3 separate regions of the Mus musculus genome follow, and all the other regions are linked to region 2. Evidence: chromatin contacts called from public Micro-C data. All regions are on one chromosome and are shown on one strand. The core of a region is the stretch at or near the end of the contact, and the rest is flanking DNA. Distances in the headings are between cores, read along the strand shown. Region 1 has its middle 73 kb from the start of Lhcgr. Region 2 holds the start of Lhcgr (luteinizing hormone/choriogonadotropin receptor). Region 3 has its middle 94 kb from the start of Lhcgr.

What was found. Hi-C and Micro-C count contacts between places; a contact is called where the count stands out from the background.
Region 1: a contact with region 2 is called in a Micro-C map of granulosa cells, with 4 times the contacts expected there. The contact joins the enhancer-like site here to the promoter of Lhcgr in region 2. A contact is called at or near these places in 1 of 484 Hi-C or Micro-C datasets (granulosa cells) and 1 of 9 other capture datasets (adipose tissue).
Region 3: a contact with region 2 is called in a Micro-C map of granulosa cells, with 2.0 times the contacts expected there. The contact joins the enhancer-like site here to the promoter of Lhcgr in region 2. A contact is called at or near these places in 1 of 484 Hi-C or Micro-C datasets (granulosa cells) and 1 of 9 other capture datasets (adipose tissue).

The regions. Positions count from the first base shown.
Region 1 is chr17:88,862,782-88,867,237 of GRCm38.p6, reverse strand. No RefSeq gene overlaps it. Among named protein-coding and RNA genes, the nearest start is that of Lhcgr, 73 kb to the right of the region's middle. Within about 2 kb of position 2,452, at least 2 of the 459 cell types and tissues checked have an H3K27ac peak or open chromatin away from gene starts, as enhancers often do. A contact at or near this core is called in granulosa cells, where this site is marked.
Region 2 is chr17:88,789,029-88,793,919 of GRCm38.p6, reverse strand. It overlaps Lhcgr (luteinizing hormone/choriogonadotropin receptor), which reads left to right and starts at 1,906. Exons shown (of 11, transcript NM_013582.3): 1 at 1,906-2,121. The coding sequence starts at 1,949.
Region 3 is chr17:88,884,121-88,888,390 of GRCm38.p6, reverse strand. No RefSeq gene overlaps it. Among named protein-coding and RNA genes, the nearest start is that of Lhcgr, 94 kb to the right of the region's middle. Within about 2 kb of position 2,625, at least 1 of the 459 cell types and tissues checked has an H3K27ac peak or open chromatin away from gene starts, as enhancers often do. A contact at or near this core is called in granulosa cells, where this site is marked.

The DNA of each region.
Region 1 (4,456 bases), core at 1,203-3,702, 73 kb before region 2:
CTATGAAGGTTGTATGATCCAGTGTGGGGGTGGGGGGGGAATGCCAGGGCCAGAAAGCAGGAGTGGGTGGGTTGGTGAGCAGGGGGATAGGGAAGGGGATAGGGGGAGGGTGTTTTTCAGAGGGGAAACCGGAAGAGGGGATAACATTTGAAGTGTAAATAAAGAAAATGTCCAATAAAAAAAAAAAAACTTTAAATAGAAAGAAAGAAATTGCTGGGCGGTGGTGGCGCACGCCTTTAATCCCAGCACTTGGGAGGCAGAGGCAGACGGATTTCTGAGTTCGAGGCCAGCCTGGTCTACAGAGGGAGTTCCAGGACAGCCAGGGCTATACAGAGAAACCCTGTCTCAAAAAAACAAAACAAAACAAAACAAACAAACAAAACAGAAAATAATAGGAAAAAGAGATTGATTCAGAGTGTCTACATTGGAAAGAGAAACAGAGGTCCAATGGCTGTCACCTAGATAATCGTCGGAGTCCTGACATGAAGCTAAGATTTACATAGAGGACAAGAGGGATGCATAACTGAGCAGACCCTGTCAGGATATGATCCCACCCCATCACTGTCTCACCCTGGTCTCTTCAAACTGACAACTTCTCAAATTGAAATCTCTTCCTGGGAGACCAGCTGGTAATGGTTTCTCCTTTTCCCTGGGAAAAACTCTAATTTTATGGAGGCTATTGTCTTAATAGTGAAAAGCAGGCAAAGTTACTTAGAATAACTTCATTCTGCCAGGGAGTTTACAACACGCACTTAAGTCACTCAAACTCATTTCTTCACTGTTGAGGGCCTGGGATTGTGTTTGCTTGGTAAAACTAAGAAAAATGATGAATAGCGTGGGATAGAAAGGGTACAGAAGAGAAGGAGAAAGAGCCAGAACCCCAACTACTAAACCAGAACAAATTCAAAGTCGTGGACCAGCCAAGAAACAGGTGAGACAACACAGAAGTCAACACAGATATCCAGCTGTGACTGGAAATCCTCAGCAAGCAAGGGCTGACCACAGAGTAACTAATCCTTAGTGAAGAACTTCTCAGTCTTCCCACACAAACATGCTCACACCACAGGGGGAGCCTGACAAGTTACCTGTGAGAACCAATGGAGAGGTCTTGTTCCCCATTGAAATTGGCCCAATATTCAATTCTGGCTAAAGCTGAGGATCCTCAAAACAAGCCCCCACCCACCCACCCTGGGAGGGACAAAGAGACAAACTTGAAATGCAAACAGGTATTTATATGTAAAGAGCCCTATGGGGGTAGCTGTAGCATATAGGTCATCCTTGTCCTCTGAAAATCAGGCTGAAACCATGGAGTCAGCATCTTCATAGATCCCCAAATGGGCCCAGCCACAGGTCAAGAAACATTGCCTAGAGCCCAGCATGCCTACACTCCTAATACTCAGGATGTAAAGGCAGGAAGACTAGGAAATCCAGGTCACTCTGAAATACATAAGGAGGAGATAGATAGATAGATAGATAGATAGATAGATAGATAGATAGATAGATAGATAGACAGACAAATGACACAGCCTCCTAGTCCTGCATAATAAAAAAAAAATTGCCAAAGCAATAGCAGTAACCAAAAAGAGCTTCAGTCAGCTCTCCTTGAGGACTGAGATCTTGAGAAACTCCTCTTTCAGAAGCGGCCTATAGCTTGGCCTGTGTACCACCTTCTCCCAGAAGAAAGTTGCACAGACTTCTCCAAAACTCCACAGCCTCCGCTATGGGTCATTTGTCATGTAGAAGTTCAGAGCGTTCTTCTACTCAGAGTCAGTGGGGCTGGTTCTCCCTGGGAGATATATACATTTTGAGATTTTGAGGTGTCAGAGATTCATCAAATTGTACTTTTACTCCAAAGTCATACTGGAGAGGTGATGGCTGAGGGCCCAATATGTTCTCAGTTTCTGGAAGATTTTGCCCTGCTCTGCCTTACCCTGTACAGATAAGACAAAAGTTAGTTCTACTCTATGATAGACATTCCCCAAGATGAGGCTTCCTGCGTCTTTTCATCTTGGAACAAGATAGAGAGTCGGGTGAGTTCAACTATGTAGAAATCAAAGGCAGAGGCCCAAACACAACATCGAACCACAGCCACATCCTCAAGGCTGAGTTGGATGTGCTCGGCTCTCCTCATGGCCTCGGTTGCCCTCACACAGCCCAGTCAGTGAATGCTGGCATGAGCTCATGTCACAGATGAAGAAATAGACATCAGAGAAACTATTTAAATCATTCAAGTGCAAAAGAGAGATCACGCCTAGAAATGCAGCCTGAACTCAGGTCAGACCAGTGCCGGTACCTTGTCAGGTCCTCCGCTTACAGAGCTCTGACTCCATCCAAACACTATCCCATAGTGACAGGCAGCCACAGGCTGACCCAGAGGCCCAGGCTGCCTGCCTGCATGGCTACTGATAGGCATAGAGGCACTAGCAGAATGTACATCGGACAAAGTGACCAGATCACCGTAACCATTCCCACTGCTGCAAAAACAAGCAAAAGAATAATCTTGCTTGCGTCATCAGTCAAGGTCCTAGAGAAAAAAACAATCCAGTTCCGAAGAAGAGGATGTAATTAGTGAAGGATTGCCTCCAGAGGGATGTGCAGGGTTAGGAAACCAACATGGTATGTGGCTCCCAGTACTAGCCACAGAAGGGCATTCCTACTCTACGGCCTGAAAAACAAAGAATAAAGTGTCATCACTCCGTCCTGATGACAGGGAAGCCACTAACAGGAGCTGTGGTCACCTGACCATGTTGACTATCTAGCAGGGATGGAGCCCAGCTCTCTGTCTCCTGTTGACACTCTTCTATCAGTTCCAACCGAAAGCCAGCTGTCAGAGACACATGTGGGTCAGGTAGTCCGTGAAGGTCACCCCTCGCAGACACTGGTGGAGCAGGGAAAGGATTGAAGAGGGCTGGAGGAGGAGAAGGCAGGCTGAGTGATGAGTGATGTAAATGTAGAGGTGTCTTTTCAGGGATGGCTATGCACATTGTAAGGAATTGTTTTACAAAAAGGTTTCTTCCAGGAAGTCCTCTAATGACAATCTTTATGGTTTAAGATATCTCTTGTGTGGGTGACACTGTTCCAGAAGTTTCATAAGTGGGGCAAATAGGAGAAAGCAAGCACATTTTCTTGGTCACAAACTAATTCTCATTCTGGATTCCCATGCTACTCAACAGGGAAGAACTCTCGATATTAGTCACCTTTTGTGCTTTCCTAGTCCAAAAAGAGTCATCTCACACACACACACACACACACACACAGAGAGAGAGAGAGAGAGAGAGAGAGAGAGAGAGAGAGAGAGAGAGAAAGAGAGGAGTGGGTTTGACAGGCACATACACACACATATATACATACCACACACACACACACGGGCAGGGGGAACAGAAATGTCTGTTGTCCTAGTGTCACGGCCCTTCATATGCAGTGGCTCACTCTCTTATTATTAGGGACACTGGACAGGGCATGACTCCATGATAGAGCAGGGTATCCCACCTGGAGCTACCCATCCCTGCAGTCATTCTTCTCTAGGATGCAGAGTCTAGACCCAGCTACCCATGAACAAGAAGAACAGCTTAAGAAATTTAGAAACGTCCCTTCAGTGTGAGAAAAACCCTACCCCTCTAATGGTCTCTCCAATCAGACTGTCTTCACAAGTCTCCTTTTACTTCCTCTAAAAAACTTCCAGATTGTCTCAGAATTGTGGGGTCTTTAAAGCAGAAACTGTGAGCAATTGAAGCAGTGTTTGCACCCCACAGCTCTTCTTGAGCCCTGCTTTGAACCACCAGCTAGAAGGCCCAAAGATAGAAGGACAAATCCAGGTAATACAAGACATCAAATGCTCATGGTAGGGCCCAGCTACACAGTGTTAAAGGCCACACTTTCCCTTTTCCCTACTTGAGCCTCCTGACACACTCTGGTCACCCCAATGGTCTATCCCCATCAACCACCCACCCCATCCACCCCTGCCTTAGCCCACACTGGTGTGCTGTGCCTCTTGTTTCTGGGGATTGGTTGAATATAAAGTCTTTCTTTGTAACAATTGTTTTCATTCTATGCTTTGCCGCATGTGAGGGACAAATCCTAGGTTCAGTTTAGTGCAGCATAAACTCTGATTTCACCAATGAAGTTCAGAGCAAGTCTACACAGAAGCAACAGTGTGTGTGATAAACCTATTACTGATCACCTCCAAAGCTTGCCTTCCTAATTAATTAATTTACAGGTGACAAGCAGATTTTAATGTATGGGAGGCCAGCTCTGACTGCTGCGATAGTTGTCTAAAAGCTACATTGATGATTCTGGTTCCGTAAGAACTCCATAAGAAGCAATGCCGTTACTGATTGGCAAGGACTTATGTGAGAAGCCTTGTACTTGACACAATGTACTTTGCATCTATTTAATGAAAATTAAGCCACGTCTGAATATAATGCAGTGAGTTGTAAAAGGCAATAATAATAAAGGT
Region 2 (4,891 bases), core at 657-3,156:
AGAATAACCCACTGTTCTCAGAGGGTCAGTGGTGGCTGTAAATATACACGGGGTAGTGAGGAGTAGGTATATTCTCTAGGACACACACACACATAGATATATAGGAGATATGATATGGTATGATATGATATGATATAAAATAAAATAAAAAGTAAAGGCTACCCATAAAACATGAGCCTTGAAATAAATGCCATTCAGCCACTTTTATTCTCATTTATTCTCTCTGCCTTAATGGCTCCATGGTAGAGAAGTCAGAAAGCTTTCACCGGCACTACCAAAACCTGACAATGCTAAATGAGGAGGAGACACAGCATAAACCCGGGATACATCTGGGCCATCGCTCAGTTCCTATGTAGATACATCCAGGATGGCTCGGGACAAACCAGATAAAGCTGAGACGCTCGTCTCTTGTGACTCGGAGTATCTGCTCTAGTCTCAAGCCCAGATTTCACTGTTCATTTAATCGTTCATCAGATATGTGCGGAGCGACACCTACGAACCAGAAGCCGTGACGAGCCACTCAGTACTAAGGTTAACTGAAAGGGGAAAGCAAAATCACGTCCTTCAGTGCTTTTTAAGCTACAAGCTTTAGAACCAGGGCCTATTAAGCTATTCTGAGTTAGAGAAGGCTCCCATGGAAGGGGCAGCAGTCTGTCTTGAAATACAACCAGAAGCTTGCCCAGTGGAATACCAGAAAAGGAAGACGGCATCAAGCAAGCTTTGGGAAGTGTGCACAAAGACATGAAAATGTAAATCAGCAAAGATCAAATCCCACACAATGTGAGCAGAGCTGGGTGATTTCAAAACAAGAGCAATAGAATAATGATCATCTACCTTACAGGTTTGGGCAAAAGACTGCAAGCTGGTGACTGAGGAAGCTGCCTTTCAGAACAAGAACTCTGCCCTGCTTTCTGTCTTGAAAGCTTTAGATGTCTTTACAGGGCTCAACATCCACCTCTTCCAGAAAAAAGAAAATTGCTAATATTTCTAGAGTCCAAAATCAATCCTTGGAAGGAACGATGCCTAATGAACACCGTAGAGGGGAAATGACCTGTTCCTGGGGCTGCTGTAAGATCAGGTTTTCTTTCTGCGGGGTTTAGAATCACAGACCCTATAGCAGAGGTTTTCCACTAGTAAGAGACAGGTGGGTGACAGACAGGAGTCAAAAAGCACTCCTCCATCCACAAGTTGGGTTACCATAGAAACTGTATACCTTGTTGGGTATTATGTTCCTGCTACAAATGCCCTAAGAGTCTGGTGTAACAGACATGATGTGCGGCAAGGCATCTATCACAGTCTTAAAGCACGGTGCACACCCGTTGAGGCCATTTTACCCACTCACATAGCAAGCCTTTGTTAACTAAAAAAAAAGAATACAAAGTGAGTCCAAACTGAATTTTGCCCTCAAGGGCTTCACAGTGCAGTGGGGATATATAGGACAGACCCAAATAGCTATGCTGAGGAGAACAGTTACAACCAAGAGAAGCAGAGAGATCAGTGAGGAAGCAGAGAATGGAGAGATTTCTTGTCAAGAATGGAGGAGCAGAGCCTAGAGCTAAGACACAGCAGGCCTGGCACTTTGGCTCTTCCGATGTGGATATGGACAGAGACATCTCATAGAACCAAGACAAGTCTCATGGGGACCATGGCAGAGCAGAGTTCAAAGCCTCACTCTAAGCGCTTACCACACATGACTCTATATTCTAACCCTCAGTTCATTTGCAAGCTTAGAGCAGAGGGCAAGTCTTAGGGAAACAGCAATGGGGTGGCTGGCCACAGTCCCAGGTCAAGGAGAACAGGGACAGGCGGTGAGAGGGGAGGGCTGGAGCGGGCGGGGGCCGGCGGGTGGGAAGGCAGGCCGAGGGGCGGGCAGAGGGTACGGGCGGGCCCCCCGGGCGGTCCAGCATACTGGCCTAGCCACCGGAGCTCACACTCAGGCTGGCGGGCCATGGGGCGGCGGGTCCCGGCTCTGAGACAGCTGCTGGTGCTGGCAATGCTGGTGCTGAAGCAGTCACAGCTGCACTCTCCAGAGTTGTCAGGGTCGCGCTGCCCTGAGCCCTGCGACTGCGCGCCGGATGGTGCCCTGCGCTGCCCTGGCCCTCGAGCTGGCCTCGCCCGACTGTGAGTACAGGGCGCCCCAGGTCCCTGCCTTTTGTTACTCGATGTTGGGCCCCATTGCTGGGAAGCAGGACGTAAGGCTGGACCCTGGTCAACTTCTCACTCCTTCCCAGTGACGAGGACCCAGATCTTCAGGCTGTCTTTGTTATCCCAGTACAGCCCAGACCTGCACTTCCCCCATAGGGGAGACTGAGGCAGGTGACTTTAAACTGCCCCCAAACCTGAGGAAGCTTCTCTCTGCCCCTTTGGTGAATTGGGTACCCCTCCTTCACTGAGTGGTTCTGCGCTTTGGCCAGCCAGGTCTTTGAAGGCTGCTGTGGGCTGTGCTCTGCTGTCTAAGAGCAAAGTACTCAGGGCCTAATTTGTCAGCTGGAATAACCTCGAGCCACCCGGTGAGTGATGTATTTGCCTCAGCCTGGCTAGCTAAGGAGTGGAAGAAATGCCTGTTATCTGGCTTCTGGTCACACTCACAGACGTGATAAAGGCACTGCAAGCATCTGCAAGCATCTGCAAGCAGGGAAGGGCCACTGCTTCCTGAAACCGTGGGATAAAGGCAGGAGAAAGCCGTTTGTGCTAAGGTACCAACTGCCCTTCCATGTTGAAAAGGGTTCCTCAGGTTGAGTGACCCTGATTTATGGAAATTGCCAGATGGCCAGAAGGATGAATGGCGGGTAGGTCAGTAGCTCCCTGGGCATGAGGCCTGGGCATAAGGATGGGTGGGCAGCAGTGGGTGTCTGCTAATAGTGGTAAGGTTAAGAGTGATGGGTTCTACTAAAATTGGATTGAAGTAATGGTTTCACATAAGAAAACTAAAACCATGGCATTGTGCGTTTGAAACAATGACTTGCAAGTTACATGACTGAAATCTCAATAAAAAACAAAGGAAGTAGGAGGTACCACAAATGCCCCAGGCTGGTGGAGATCTGCCCTGTGTTTTATCTGATCCGGTAATATTTCCCCTTGGGAGGCCAGCAGCCTATCTGTGACAGCTTCTTGGAGGAATTTACCTTCCCTGAGTACTTGTTCTGTTCTCTATGGGCAAGTTAATGGCCTTCTAGGAATAGCTGTGGGTGAGAGAAACAGTTAAGGGTTGAGGGGTTTCTATTAATTAGCTTCCATTAATTATCGTGTCAGTTCTATTCCCTAAAGGCAAGGACCGTGCTGATAGAGTTTGTTTCAATCAATCAGCAAATCCATGGAACTGCCTCCCAAGTTCTGGCCGTGCCCTTGTGTGACAAAACCTTCTGCGTTGCTCTTGTGTGTGATTGTGTCGCTAGCAGTCCTCGCATGCCTGGAGCTTTAGTGGGACTCTGAGATCTAAGATCCAGTAGACTAAATGGAATCCCTTGCTCCAGGTCCCTCGCCTATTATGTTGCCCAGGGAGATGTTATTCACTACCTTGCTGCAGTTGCTTGTCTTTCTAAGAAAATTACTTTTCCTTTAATTAAAATAACTGCTCCCAACATCTTCAACTTTGGTACTGGCTGGAAAGTGCCTATAGCCGAAGAAGAAGAGTTGGATGAGCTAAGTTCTAGCCCCTTGGATACCGAGGTGTCCACGTGTTGCCTCAGGAGGAGACCCCTGATAGGCCCCTTTCCTGAAGAAAGCTAAAGTGAAACTACAAGACTATACTTCATTGCCCTAAGGCATGGTTTAAACAAGGCTTCAAAATGGTTGTAGTGCTCACTATGGCTAGGTGGGAGAAGGGAACAATAAAATTACAGCTAGCTATTCTGGTTCTTAGGAGTTGGTTCTGAAGGCTTGGGAGCCCTTCACTATCCACAAGAATCTCCAGCATCCTCTACAGGGAGTTCCTTAGCATCCATCACCGAGTTCAACCTCTCCTAGACGTTCAGAAAGTCCCACATCAAGCACAGCACTTCTTACAAGATCACGCTTCCTAATATCAGATGTCTGAAGTGTTGTGGTCTTGTCCTTCAGATCAGAGCTAGGTGATGGTAGAGCCATTGTAGGAACAACAGGGAGAACTCAACATCCATGTAAAAACAGAGTTGCACATGAAAATATAGAAAGCTTGTCATTTAGAAACAATGTTTCTCCAAGTAGGAATTTCTGCCAGCAACAGGAGCATCCACGCTAGACTTGGAGCTCAGGCTCTGCCCATCACACTGAATCAGAAATGCTGAGAAACCCTGGGGAGCGCTGAGGATGGGAACCACTGCATTGCTCTTCGCGGTGGCAGAAACGTCCTCCAGCTACATGTGCCCTTCTCCACCACCCTTTCGCACCTATGCCTACTTATTAGAAGAAGAAAGCATAAAATTAAAGAGCCCAAACGCAGAGACAGATGGGAACCAATCAGGATAATGGATGGTTTTGGTTTGTTGTTTTGTTTTTCTTTAAAAAAAAAAAAAAAGAATAGAGGAAGGAACTCATGGAGAATGACAGGCAGAGGGCATCAGGGATGAGGGAGACATGTTTGTTAGAGTGAGCTCTCAGCTGAAGCAGAAGGCAACAGTAGTCTAAGAACTCACAGGAAGAGTTAGTCTGAGGATCAGGGTGGTCTGTGTGTTGAAAACAGAGATGAGTAGGTCAGGGTGTAAGTCAATGCTGAAGCAAAGGACGGGCAAGCGGAAGGCCACAGCCTGACATCCCTATCATAAACTTATCATCTGTGAGGAGAAATGAAGAAATGAATCTTTATTCAATGGAAAAACTATCGTCAGGCAGCAAAATGGATCATGAATTATCAGAAGTCAATAAACAAAAGGGAGCTGTGGTCTGGCATGAATGTGTGTGGCAGGGTTAGGCT
Region 3 (4,270 bases), core at 1,376-3,875, 94 kb before region 2:
TCTACTGCCCAATACTGCAGCCACATGCAGCTTCTGACCCACTCACAGAACAAAAGGATAGGCTGTGCTTTACAGCAGAGAGAAAGCCAAGGATGTCCTTGAATTCCATGTAAAATATGGGGACCTCACAGACATGGGGTCATCCCATAATCTGGAAAACCTTATAATAAATGTGTCAAGGGATAAAAAAGAATGATTGCGTCCAAAATATCTTTAAAACTTAATCTAATTCCAAAGACTGATGGCGTGATTGCAATGTTAGTCATGAAATGCTATGTCTGGCTCTCTCTTTCCAAACTCAGCATCACTGTTTTCAAGCCTACCACCTTCCATTTTACATTCTCCAAAATGAAACCAAGACTCTGCTCATTTTTTTTTTAATCCCCTAATTGATTTCTTGAGTCAGTTGCTGCTTTTCTCAAACAAACATATAACCTTTACATTTTCAAACCCCTAATGTTAATAATGGTACTTAAATGCTTTAACCTCCATTCTAGCCCACCACCCACCAGAGGTAGTGGAAGAAAGGTTATCATGATATGGAGGAAGTGGACCTCTTTAGAAATGCTTCTTTGGAGCAAATCCCATCTGTGCTGTCAGGAAATCAGCAGCACAGTTCACAGGTCTGCAGCAGCAGCTCAGTCCACTCACAAATACTTCATGGATATCCCAGCAGTCCAGTCCGGTGTTGGGAGAGCAGCTGCAGTGGCACAATCTAGCAGGAACAGCCAGGCCTCAGCAGAAACAGCAAGAGTGTCCAGGAGGAACCAGGGCCAACAGGGACACCAGGGGAAGTTCTTTGCCAATCAACCCAAGTCTACAGAAGTAGAAGGAAGCTGCTGGCACACCACAAGAAGTTTTTCGGTGTGTTTCTCTCTACAGAGTCCTAACAAATGGAGCTCAACTACACAACGTAAGGCAGACCAATACATGCATGCTGTTATTGGAGAATCCATCACATGTCCTTTCACCTGCTTGCTTTAGCAAAACATCCTTTCACCAGTGCCTGCTTCAGCAAAACATTCCTTCATGTATCTGCCTCAGCAAACTACTAGTACAACTGACTTTCCAAAGAACCCTTAAGTTTCCACTTCACAAACATAAATATGAAAGAGATTTATTTTAATTCGGGGACCAAAAGAAGTCTCTTCTGAGAAAAAAAAGATAGAATGTTATAACTTCTTAACACGAAGAGTAGCATTAATAATTTATGAAAATAAAAATACCTATTCCACGGTAGATAAAGGTGCACCTCTTGGAAATGATCTATGTGTAGATTTGAGACAACTTTTTTTCAATAGAATAAAATGAATATTCTAAAATGGCACTGTGGTTTCCAAGCTTCTAATTGCAAGATATAGTTACTTAATTATACATTGTTAGTAACTGATTACGCAGACCTGTACTCATTTTGTAATTGTGCTTAATTATACTAATTAACTCAATAATCAATCCACAAAAAGTACAAAGATTTCATATGAAGAAAATTCTTAGTAGCCTGGATGATACTTTAAGAAACAACCTTTTAAAGCAAAGACATATCATCCATCCATCCCACTTACACCTTGCCTACCTATAACCAAAAGTATGTCTGCATGGGTCTGTCCCATGTCACACTGAGTCTGAGGTCCTGAGAAAGAGTGGCCAGAGGCACCATCAGAAAACTGTGGGTCAGACTCCAACTCTCACCTAAGGGAAACTGAGCCCCAAGATGATTCCTTGAGCTGTGTGCTTACACACCTAGTGGATGAAAGAACCAATATCCAGTTTCATAAATTTTTACCCATTTCCTTTCCCTGAGTTTTTGTTTAGGAAGCCAAGGGTGCCTCCAACACCAGTTAATTGACCGGTCAATTTTAATCTGGATGTGTCAAGTTGGATGCATCAGACTTCCTAATATTGACTTATTGCTCAGCTTGTCAACCCAAAATTCCAAATAGTGGTGCTTTAACTCAATGGAGATTTTGTTTCCCTAATTTAACACAAGTCCAGTGCAGATTGATGAAAGTTCCATAACAGCTATTTGATGCTGAGGCACGGTGCCCTGCAATGCACAGGGTAGGTGTTTGTTTTTATTCTCTCAGGACAGCCACCGGACTCCAACACATGATGCTTGCATTTCAAGGACCAAGAAGTGTAAAGGGAGGTAAAGTATTTGTATCAAAGAAGTAGGGTTTTCCCCCTAGGCCATTGGATTGTTGAGAGACCACTTCTTATTACAGGATCCTACTACTGTGAGCATAAACTCCCCTTCTGTTAGTCAAACAGAAAGGACAGTGATTATTGTTACAGCAATTGAGTGTCTGCCACATTCCCAAACCCTTCTGTTGAGGGGAGCACCCTTCATTGGGGAGCCTTGAAAGACTTCATAAACACCAAGAGGAGAGACTTTTTCTTCTTGTCTTCGCCACCTTGAATTCAACAGTGCTCCCCGGTGAAACAGTAAAACATTCCTACCTGGGGTTTCAAATCTTCAAGGAGTAGCCCACAGACAAGAGCAGTTAACCTCTGTGCAGGGCAATAGGCATGAGGGTAGGTTTTTAATACACATCTTACTGGTAAGGAAAACAGGCCCAGAAACATACACACTTTCCCAAGGTCAAACCACAAGCAGTAGCTGGCCAGGGCCACGACTCTGCCACTGAAATTACTAAACACTTTATGAATCATTTTTGAACTCGTCACGGGAATGCCTTCTATGGTTTTTCTTCTGAAAAAGGAACATAACTTTGGATTGTGGTTTCTCTTTTCAGGTTTAACAACTAGTTTCTGACTATATTAAAAATGGATATTGTCAGGATGTGTGTGATCTAATTTTTTTGCTAATTAGGAGGTTGTTTTCTCTCAGATACTTATCTAGCCTCCAGGGAGGCCTTTGCAGGAAGGAGGGTTCTGCTGAAATGATACTGCATCTTGCATATTCATGGATTCCCAGCATTTTTTTGGAAGAGTCAGTCATGAGAACGATAATGGAAGGATCTGCTCTGCTGTGCCAGAGAAAGGACTACAGTGGCTTAGACTTGTAGCTATGCTTGCATGGTACACACTGGGCATTGAGGTTGGCCCTTCTAAGAAGCAGGCTCCCATGTCCCTGCCATTGTTGAAGAGGAAACTGCAGACAAGGGTGCACTGAGGACTGAGGGGTACACTTTCCCTGGGGGTCCTTTTCTTGGGAGTTACTTCTTTCTATATATTGCAACATAAGCAGGTCTTTTTTGAATAACAGAATCTCAAAGATTCGACACTCCCTCACCCCCCCCCAAAAGCACAGCAACCCCTTTCCTGGCTTGGCTTTACTTTTTGTCCTCATTCACAGGTCCCCAGCTAGGGGTCAGTAGCCCTTATCAACCCTAGCCCATCTTTGCAAAGATCTGCTCATCAGAGAGAGCTTGATTGTATTTCTTCCAACTCTACCTTCTCCTCATCTCCATAAACTGAATCCAAGACATAAAAATTAAATGGCATTGCAAATATAATACCCCCTTAAGTATGAGGAGAGTCTGGAGCCAGGGGCGCAGCTTGGCAGGAAAAGTGCTTGCCATGAAGCATGGAGATCTAAGTTGGATCACCAAAACTCACATGAAAAAGTACACAGAGCTGGGCACGCTAATACTCTAAGCCCAGTGTTAGGGGGGTGGAAGCCCCTCCCTATCCTACCCAGCAAATTTCAGGACAATGAGAGCGTGTAGCTCAAAAAAGAAAAGAGTTTTGCAGGCAAATGGATGGAACTAGAAAATATCATCCTAAGTGAGGTAACTCAGACCCGAAAGGACATGAATGGTATGTACTCACTCTTTCAGAGAGAAACAATCATGGGTCAGAGTTTTGAATGCAGGATGTCAACCCCCTCCCTCCCAGCTGGAGGTGAGCTCTGTAAGTTTCCTCCCTACTGTGGGGCTTTTCATCTAAGGTCCCTCCCTTTGAGTCCTGAGAGTCTCTCACCACCCAGGTCTCTGGTGCATACTGAGGATCCCCACAGCCTCCTATCTTCTGAAGTTGCCAGTTTTCATTCTTTCTGCTGCCCCTCAGGGCTTCAGTCCTTTTCCCTCACCCAGTACCAGATTAGGTTCCCCTACCCCTACCCCCACCCCCACCCCCTTCCTGTCCATTTTTCCTTCCAGGTCCCTCCTTCCCTCCCCACTTATGATTGCTTTCTTCTCCCTCCAAAGTGAAACTGAGGCACCCTCAACTTGGGCCCTTCAGCTCGTTGGCCTATTTGTGTTCTGTGGATTGTATCTTGGGTATTTCTTGAGTATTCTGTACTTTTTTT